Linked DNA regions of Sus scrofa: region 2 is linked to region 1. The links are chromatin contacts, called in public Hi-C maps. All regions are on one chromosome and are shown on one strand. Each heading gives the region's core, a stretch centred on a gene start, on an enhancer-like site or on the middle of the called end of the contact. The rest is flanking DNA. Distances are from core to core; before and after follow the strand shown.

What was found. Hi-C and Micro-C count contacts between places; a contact is called where the count stands out from the background.
Region 2: a contact with region 1 is called in a Hi-C map of mesenteric adipose tissue, with 2.7 times the contacts expected there. The contact joins the enhancer-like site here to the promoter of ATG2A in region 1. A contact is called at or near these places in 5 of 47 Hi-C or Micro-C datasets (alveolar macrophages, embryonic fibroblasts, fetal liver and 2 more) and 1 of 2 datasets of contacts at active chromatin or transcription factors (alveolar macrophages).

What each region holds. Positions count from the first base shown.
Region 1 is chr2:7,259,564-7,264,275 of Sscrofa11.1, forward strand. It overlaps ATG2A (autophagy related 2A), which reads left to right and starts at 2,468. Exons shown (of 43, transcript NM_001190278.1): 1 at 2,468-2,677; 2 at 4,608-4,712. The coding sequence starts at 2,507.
Region 2 is chr2:7,322,341-7,327,052 of Sscrofa11.1, forward strand. No RefSeq gene overlaps it. Among named protein-coding and RNA genes, the nearest start is that of CDC42BPG, 3.5 kb to the right of the region's middle. Within about 2 kb of position 1,836, at least 33 of the 83 cell types and tissues checked have an H3K27ac peak or open chromatin away from gene starts, as enhancers often do. A contact at or near this core is called in fetal liver and mesenteric adipose tissue, where this site is marked.

The DNA of each region.
Region 1 (4,712 bases), core at 1,218-3,717:
GAGGGAATCGGGCTTAAGAGTCAACCCACAGGCACCCACTTCTGAGAGACAGATGTGGCCCCTAGTAAAGTTTTAATGAAAGATAGGACATGCATGCCACCTCAGAGGCAGGAAGCAAACCTAGGAAGCAGGCATCTCAGATTGGAGGTCTGGACATTGGAAATGGCCCCGTGTCCCCACCCCTTGTGTGTACTGCTCTCAATTCCCACTGCTGGGGAGTGGTAGCTCCCTCCTAGACTGAACATAAGGACACTTTTTCCTAGACTCCAGAATCTGCCCTTCTAATCCCACTGCCTTTGGGAGAAGTGATGCTTGTTCATTCACTTGCTCCACAGGCACCGAGGCACACAGCCTCAGTATCCTTTCCTGTAAAACGGGGATGTTAATAGTGCCTCCTGGGAGTTCCCTTCGCCGCATAGTGGTTACCAAACCCGACTAAGATCCATGAGGTTTCGGGTTCCATCCCTGGCCTTGCTCAGTGGGTTAAGGATCCAATGTTGCCGTGAGCTGTGGTGTAGGTCGCAGACACGGCTCAGATCTGGCGTTGCTATGGCTGTGGTGTAGGCCAGCAGGTGCAGCTCGGATTCAACCCCTAGCCTGGGAACCTCCATATGCCGCAGGTGCGGCCCTAAAAAGAAAAAGAAAAAAAATAGTGCCTCCCTATGAGCCTGTGTGGTAAAAAGCAGATGAGGTCATGCACATGGAGTGACACGTCCAGGGTCCAGGACAGTCCATGGGCTCCATTCATGATGTCTCTTATTTCTCCTAATTAATAAATACTCAGTGAACCCAACTCTGCCCCTGGCCTGTCACAGGGGTCAGGCAGATCTCTTGATTCATTTCACAATCATTTTCTGAGCAGCCATCCTATTAGCCAGGCTCCTAGGACAGGGGGGGTCTTAGCGTTTCCTGCAGTTCTCTGAGGCTGTTCCTCAGTCTCTCCCAGGTAAGGAGCTGTCCCGCCTATGAGCCCAACCCCAGGTTAAGAGTGATAAAACAGGCTCACAATAGGAGCAGCTTAAATAGGACTTGCTTGAAGCCACACAGAGCTGGCACTGGAATCTTGATCCCTGCCCCTCAGGCCAGAGGGGCTGCCCTCGCTTCAGGCTGAATTTTGGCTTTAGACTGCAGTCCATCTCCCTGCTAAAGCTAAAATGGAATTATAATTCCATCTTCAGTCATCATGATGTTAGGGTCTTGTGGAGCAGGGCTGGGCAAACTTTTTCTGTAAAGGACCAGAAAATAAATTATTAGGCTTTGTAGGCCTCTGTCTCAAGTACTCAACCCTGCTATGGTAAGAAAGGAGCCCTAGAGAATACTTATTCAAACAAGCACGGCTGTGTAACACTAAAACTTTATTTGTGGACACACTAGTGAAGTTCATATGATTTTCACATCATGAAATCTTACCCATTTGGGTTTTTTCCAACTCTTGGAATATGTAAAAACCATTCTTAGCTCAAGGGTGATACCAAACAATGAATCTCTGCTCAAGGGGGTTGGAATCCATCCTTTGTGTCTTGGGTTTTTGTTTTGTTTTGGGTTTGTTTGTGTTTTTTGTTTTTTGTTTTTGGCTGCTCCAGCAGAATGTGAAAGTTCCCCAGGCCAGGGATTGAACCAGCACCCCAGCAGTGACCCAAGCAATTACAGTGACAACACTGGATCCTTAACCTGATGCAGCACAAGAGAACTCCACTATTGAGTTTGAGGATTTGGGATGTAAAAAATTGTTGTTATTATTATTGTTGTTGTTGTTGCTGTTGTTACAGGGAGGGGCCAGAGGCCTGGCCAACTACAGGGAGAAGGGATGATCAGTTAATCTGTCCCGCATTTCAGGTGAGGAGTGGAAGACAAGACGTCCTTCATGATGCTTTCTGTTTAAATCAGTTTTTCTTTTCCGTAAAATAGTGACAATGATCTCTATCTTAGAAGATCGTTGTGAAGGTTGAATGAGATAAAGGAAGGTAAGGCGTTTTATAAAATGCAAGTGTTTATTCACTTAATCTTTCTAAAGATGCGAGCTGGGGCTCTCGCACTGACTATTCTTCTGGAAAGCGCACAGCGAAGTTGGATGGGACACTGTCCCTTTAAATCCTTCCCAACTACCTCAAGTACTAGTTGGACGAGTCGGCACATGCGCATTCCTTTGCGGGGCTGGTACCTCAAGCCACAACAGCCTTCCCAGAGCCCTTAGGAGAGAGGTTAAAGGTCCTCCCACACAGAATTTATACGCAAGCGTAAATCAAGATTGGGAGCCCTATATCGTACCGCGAGCCCAGTCCCTTTTTCGCGCCTCAAGGCTCCGCCCCCGCGGCCAATCAGGAGGCCTCGCCCTTCCCAGTGGCCAATGGCAATAAGCGTGGGGGGCGTGGTCAGGCGTCCGGGGGTGCGGCCTGGCGCTAAGAGAAGCGGCGGGGTGAGCCGGGGGCTCTAGTGAACAGCGCAACCGGACGGGGAACGCTGGCGGGCGGCAAGCGGAGGCGGCCCGGGCCCGGCGCTCTCCGAGATGTCACGATGGCTGTGGCCATGGTCAAACTGTGTGAAAGAGCGGGTCTGCCGCTACTTGCTGCACCACTACTTGGGTCACTTCTTCCAGGAGCACCTCAGCCTGGACCAGCTCAGCCTCGATCTATACAAGGGCAGCGTTGCCCTGAGGGATATACACCTGGAAATCTGGGTGAGGATTCAGGCCGGAGCCCTGGAAGGGTCCGAACGGGGAGGAGGGGGCGCAGCGACCTGAGGCTCCTTGCGAAAGAATCGGACTAGGGGACCAGGCACCGGGGTGGAAAGGCCTTGGGCGTCCAGCCCCTTCCAGGGGTCACAGGGACCCCAGCTGATCGCCTCTAGAGCCAGAAGCTGTACGGGAAGGGGGTTCCTGCCTCTGCTTCACAGGAGGGGAAACTGAGACTGAGGATTGGGATGTCACTCATCTGGAGATAAGTGACAGAATAAGCATATCATGTTTGAGGCCCGAGTTGAGCACTTGGTGCCAATGGGGCTTAGGAAAGGGAGGGGAGGGATCAGAGAAACCAGGGGGCCTCTGTTGGGACCAGGCCAGGGAAGTGACAGAGTTTGGGCATATCGCTGGTTAGGGGAGTCTGGAAGAGGTCCAGGACCCTGCTGAGGGCACCTGTGGGAAAGGTGCCCTGACCTCCTAACCCCACGACCCTGGGCCCAGGGGGTGGGGTTCACCGCGGGATATGTATGTCAACAACCGCGTCAGCACCAGTGTTGATCAACACTTTGTGTGGCTGCCTCGCTGCCTTACTTCCTGCTTTGGAGAGAGTGGGATGGACCAAGTTGGTGTTTGGGGAGGGGCTTGGGCATCCGGCATCCCCACCTAGAGGAAAGCCCTCGGAGAAAGGTGGAGAGGCCTGGCCTCAGGCAGAGAAGAGCGACTTTGGGGAAGCAGAGAGGAGTAAAGTCTGGGTCAGGCCTGAGCCTGGGGGCTGTGACTCACCGTTCAGCTGACCTGGGAAGTTGCAAAGTTGCTTAGAGGCACCAGACCGGGTCTGGCACTGGGTCAGCCCCCCAGTCCAAAGTAACAGGGGTGGGCATGGAATCAGGGGCTTCTCAGTCTTCTGGGGGAGCAGACAGGGTGCTCAGCCTTAATACAGTCTGGGCAGGAGAAGCCGGCCTTCCTGAGCAGAGACTCCTGAGCCCGGAGTTGGTGGCACTTCTTGCCTGTGAATCCCGGTGCAGGAGACCTTTTCTGACCTCTGACCTCAGCCTCTTTCTGTGTTCCCACCCACCCTGCCCTCTGGTTAGGGATTTAATTGGCTCCTAGCTAGGCTGCTTTCCTCTTGGCCTCCAGGGAGGGCTTGGGCCGAGGTGGATTGAAGGTGCTTTCCCAGGATGCCAGCCCTTCTCCCAGCTGCCTGGCCTGCAGGTCCCCAGAGTGCCTGGGACCCCAGGAGAGGATGAGAAATGAGGCATGGGTCTCAGTCCCTGTCCCCATAGTATACAGGGTGACAAGCCTAGTCCCTGAAGTGTTCCCATCTGTGGCTCTCTGAGTGAGGAATTTGGACTTGATCTCTTTGGGTCTCCTGGTTCTGTCATGTATCTAATTCATGGGTCCAGCAAGTGTTTACTGAGGCCCTCTCTGGGGGGCACCACACAGAGTGCCTGGAGTCACTCCGAGAAGGCAGGTGGGCTCCTGCCTGCGGGGAGCTCCCAGACTGGTGGGGGTACATCTCCCCTATCAGAAACCAGAGCTGCGCCTCAGAGAGAGGGACCGTGACATCATGTGTCTCTGGAGCTGGGGGCCCGCTCCCACTCAGGTCAGACCCCTGCCTGCCTCTCCTGGACACTCTCCTAAACTCCATCTCACCCGGATGATCGGGGGTGCTGCCACTCTCAGCAAGGCCTTTGCATGTGCTGTCCCCATGCGGGGCTCCTTCTTCATCCCTCAGCTCTCCCCTCTTCTGGTTGGAGAGACTGCGCACATGGGACTCTCCATGTGTAGGGAACAATGGTGCAAAGACTGTACCTTGTACTAGGTAGCAAGGGCGTTCTCCAAGCAGGACCAGCCAGGCAGAGAGCAGCGCCAGGGAGCCAGCTGGCTCTGGGGCTCCCCTGAGCTGGCTTTGTCTCCTGCCTGCTCCCAGTCGGTGAATGAGGTGCTGGAGTCCATGGAGTCACCGCTGGAGCTGGTGGAAGGCTTCGTGGGCTCTATCGAGGTGGCTGTGCCCTGGGCCGCGCTGCTCACTGAC
Region 2 (4,712 bases), core at 586-3,085, 62 kb after region 1:
TGTCTGGTCTCATGGCAGCATCTGAGGTGGCAGGGGCTTCCCAGCCCTTCCAGGGCTTGCCTGGTTCTAGGTTCACCCTGCTCCTCGTGACCCGAAGGTTCGCGTTCTCTCCATTTCGCCGCTGGGAACCTGGGATGTGGGGAGGTGAAGAGCAAGGGTCGAGGGACGAGATTCAAGCCACCCAAGTCCAAAGCCATCATGCACCCCCAAGTTTCACGTGGAAACTACCCTTCCAAGAAAAAACAAGAGTTCCCCGGTGGCTCGGCAGGTTAAAGATCTGGCGTCACTACTGCAGCTCAAGCTCGATCCCTGGCTGGGGAACTTCCACATGTCAGGGGTGCGGCCCCCACCCCACCCCCAAAAAAACCAAAACTGACAGCCCACCCCACCCGTCAAAGTCTGCAGCTATAGACACAGGTTCGAGAAACCCACACTGAAGATTAAATGCTCTCACTCCAGCCTGGGGACCTGAAAGCTTGGGGCAGCCCCTCAATTTCCAGCGTCACCTGAGAGGCAGTGGGCCATGTCTGTGCAAGCTGTAGGAGCACGAAGAAGACCAGCTGGAGTTCCCCTGCGGCACAAGGGGATCAGTGGCATCTTGGGGGTTCAATCCCTGGCCTGGCACAGTGGGTTAAAAATCTGGTGTTGCTGCAGCTGCGGCTTAGGTCTTCAACTAGGCTCTGATTCCTGGCCTGGGAACTCCGTATGCTGCAGGGTAGCCAAAAATGAAAAAAGAACCAAAAACAAAAAAAGAAAACACAAGAGTTTCCGTCATGGTGCAGCAGTAACCTGACTAGCATCCATGAGGTTGCGGGTTTGATCCCTGGCCTCGCTCAGTGGGTTAAGGATCCGGCGTTGCTGTGAGCAGTGGTGTGGGTTGCAGATGCAGCTCAGATCTGGCCTGGCTGTGGCTGTGGCGTAGGCCTGCAGCGGTAGCTCTGATTCAGCCCCTAGCCTGGGAACCTCCGTATGCTGTGGTTGTGGCCCTGAAAAATGAAAAAAAAAAGAAAGAAAACACAGGACTGACAGGTTCTCTTAAAACGTGAGTGTGAGGAGTTCCCTGGTGGCATGCGGCCAAAAAAAAAAAAGAGAAAAGAAGCGTGGAGGGTGAGCAGCACTCCCCAGCCTGCCCCACCCCCTTCGCTGTGGCCAAAGGCTGCCCCAGCCCTGGGAAGCGCCTGCTGATCTGAGGCTTGAAGAGGGCCCCAGAGCAGGCAACTGCCCCATGCTCCCCCGGAGCTCATATCCTGTTTGGGTTTTACAGGTTGTGGGGGGCGGGGATTTTTCTCCCAGCTCTGATGGGGTTTGGAAGGGCAGTGGGTGTGAACTGGGGGTGCCGGCTCCCCCTTGCCTACTCCTCAGATCCCAGCTGGCCAGGATCCTGGGTGAAAGGCCCCCTCCTACAGGCTGGTCCGGGGTCAGGCTGCAGTTCCACCCGGGGCCCCAGAGCTCCTGGAGTCAGAGAACTTTGGGGCGCCCTGCCCACGCGATGCCTCAGATCCCACCCACTGCCTCTGGGCCCCGCAGCACAGCTGTTTTATACCTGGAGGTTCCATGTGAGAGTAGTAACCATTTCTTCTACTCCTCAATAAACAAAAAACTAATCATGCATCTAAGCCAGTGCCTTATCTCAAATGGACTGGTCAGAGGACGTGCCCAAGACCAACAGGCTGGGAAGGTTAGGGAGCCCACCCACTTGTCCTGCCTCCAGCATTCAGAGCAGCCAGCTCCAAAAACAGGGAGAGGGCAGGCCTCGGGGCCACAGGCAGGAGGTGGAATCCTGGCCCTGCCACCTGCTGGGGCGCAGCCATCTGTTCCCTGGGGCCCAGATGCAAACAGTGACCCCTGCTGCCCGGAGGTGGGGCCTGTGAAGGCCCAACAGGAGTGGCCGCCTTTCCTGAGCCCCTCAGGAAGGCTGGTCAGGGTGGGGTGAGGGTCGGTGGGGGGAGCCCAGCACCGCACCCAACTCCCAGATCAACGCAGGCAGGACCCACCCTTCCCTGAAGTGGCTCTCAGACTTAGTGGCGCCCGGGGGCCAGAGGTGTGGTGGCCAAGGGGGGCTCCGGCTTGGCTTCCTGCGCGCCTAGAAGGATTGGTGATTATAAAACCACATGGGGCTGCAGCCGCTGTGGCTGTGAGCGTGGGAGCCCCTACGGCTGTTGGAGCAGCGCAGAGATTTTTGGAAGAAAAGCCAGGATGATGAAATCACCATATGTCCACCCCTGTTTGGACCTTGGACTTTTCAAAAGCCACACCCCTGCCGTGCTGGGGTTGGGGAGAGGGAGAAGTGGGCGTGGGGGGCTGCCGAGGACTAGCTTGGGGAGTGGGGACCCTACATCCCACCATCTGCATCGCCCCCCACCCCCAGCCCAGGAGACACACATTTAAATAAAACCTGGGGGGGGGGGCTGAGCAGCAAGGCAAATCTGCAGGCGCTCCCCACCCACAACCACGCGCTCCTCCTGGAGAGCCCCGCTCTGGCCACCACTGGAGGCCCTTCCCTGTGCCATTTGTCCCCCACACCTGAGAGAGGCAGTTCTCTGTCGTGCAGAGAGACCCAGAGAGACTGGACATCACCCTCTGGAGGCCACAGGCCTGGTTAACAGTAGGCAGGGCTGTAGGATCCCACAGCCCACCTCCTTGTTCCCCGGCTCCTCAGGCAGGAGCGGGGCGCTGCGCTTCTGGTGTGGCCAAGGACAGGGGCGGCCCGCCACTCTAGTTAGCCCCGTGGGACCTTCTGCTGAGGGCGGCTTCTGGAGGCAAGGCTGGGAGAGGCTCAGCCCAGCCACAGCAGCTGAACCTTGACCTTGGGGAAAAGGGAGCCACAGTCCAGGGTCAGGAGGCCCAAGATGTGCAGCGGATGTGACAGACCCTGGAGCCTCTTGCATCTGGGCGCCTTCCAGAACCAAAAGGCTGTGTTCTGGGGGCCAGAAAACCTAGGTTCCCTGCCACTCATTTGCACCGGGCTCCCACCTTCCCCCTCTTCGGGGTCCCCCTCATCTGATCCACCCTCTTTCGGCTAGAGCTGGGTCATGAAACAGACAGATTCCTTTTCTCACCATCTAAGACACTTCTCGGAAACCTTCAGACATCAAGTCCACCACAGTCTGTCCCCTGTCCCCAGAGGCTGGATGCCACATGCTGCCCTTTTGCTGCCAGGCACTGGCCTAAGCCTGGAATCAGGGTAAGGAGCTTGAGGCTGGCACTACCCACCTCCCCGGCCTGGAGGTATCAACCTCTTAACAAGGGAGGGCAATAATAACTCCCTCCTTCCAGCAGGGCCCTTGGAAGATAACAGATCTGCACTCACTTTGAAATGCTAAGAAGTACCTGGGAATGCAAGGTGTAACCTCTGCAAGCCGCTCCCCCAGGGCCAGGTGGGAGCTAGTGCCAGCACCCCAATGCCAAAGGGCGCAGAGTGAGGTGAGGTTATGGGGGGCGTACCTGAGTGGGCCTCCAAGAAGCAGTGACCTGAGGAATGCGAAGAAAGAGGCAGTGGGAAGAGGGGGTTGCCCGAGCTCTTCTGCTCAGACTCACTGACCTGCGGACCACCCACCCCCGCGGCCAGGGTCCTTGCCGCCTGTGGGATCAGAGGGTGGATCTGCTGGGCAGAGCAGGGCCAAGTGCCAGGGCTGTTTCTTTTTCTTTTTCTCTTTCTTTCTTTCTTTCTTTCTGTCTGTCTGTCTGTCTTTCTTTCTGTCTGTCTCTTTCTTTCTGTCTGTCTGTCTGTCTTTCTTTCTGTCTTTTTAGGGCCGCACCCGTGGCATGTGGAGGTTCCCAGGGGTCAAATTGGAGCTGTAGTCACTGGCCTACACCACAGCCACAGCAACGTGGAATCTGATCCACGTCTCCGACCTACACTACAGCTCATGGCAATGCCAGATCCTTAACCCACTGAGCCAGGCCGGGGATGGAACCTGGGTCCTTGTGGATACTAGTGGGGTTGTTAACTGCTGAGCCATGATGGGAACTCCCAGAACTGCTTCTGATAGCAGGGCAGGACTGGCTGCTGGTCAAGGCTGAGGGGTTCACATACACAATGAGTCTTGAGGGGAATTCTAACTTTACGACTGCAAAGAAAAGGGCAGGGGATCCAACCCCCTTTTACAGGCAAGGCAACTGAGGCTTGGAAAAAGGATGTGACAAAAATGAACACAGGACCAAAGAGAATCACATACCAGATGGGCCGGGGAGGGGGGCGAGTGCCAGCTCTGCCCCATGAAGATCCCGCAGGATTCAGATTTTGCTGTCTGAGGCTCAGTTTCCCTCTGCTGTACTAGGTGAGGACAAAGTCTAAAGGGCCAGGGAATGGACTTGTTTGAGAACTTGGCATTCAGAGAGGCTAAGGGTCACAGCACACAGGGAGTGAGCTGGGACCCACGAGCCTCACCAGTTGGCCCTTGACTATTGGCCCCTGGAGCCGTGATGGGGTGGGGCGGGGGGTCAGGATGACAGAGAGAGGCAGAGGTCCATCTTCCACCCAGGACCCTTTCCCTACCTCCAGTTCCCTGAGAAACCGGGAACGTGGTCCTGTCCTGAGCACCTGGTCTCTGGCGCCCCCCTGTGGTCATAGAGGGTGGGAACGTTTCTCGTGGGAACTCTGCCCCGCCTCCTTAGGGAGGGCCTAGAACGCTTCAGGTGAGAGCCGGGAGGGTTCCGCACACCACGCCCATCCCTGTCCCCCACTCCCTCCCAGGAGACACAGAGACAAT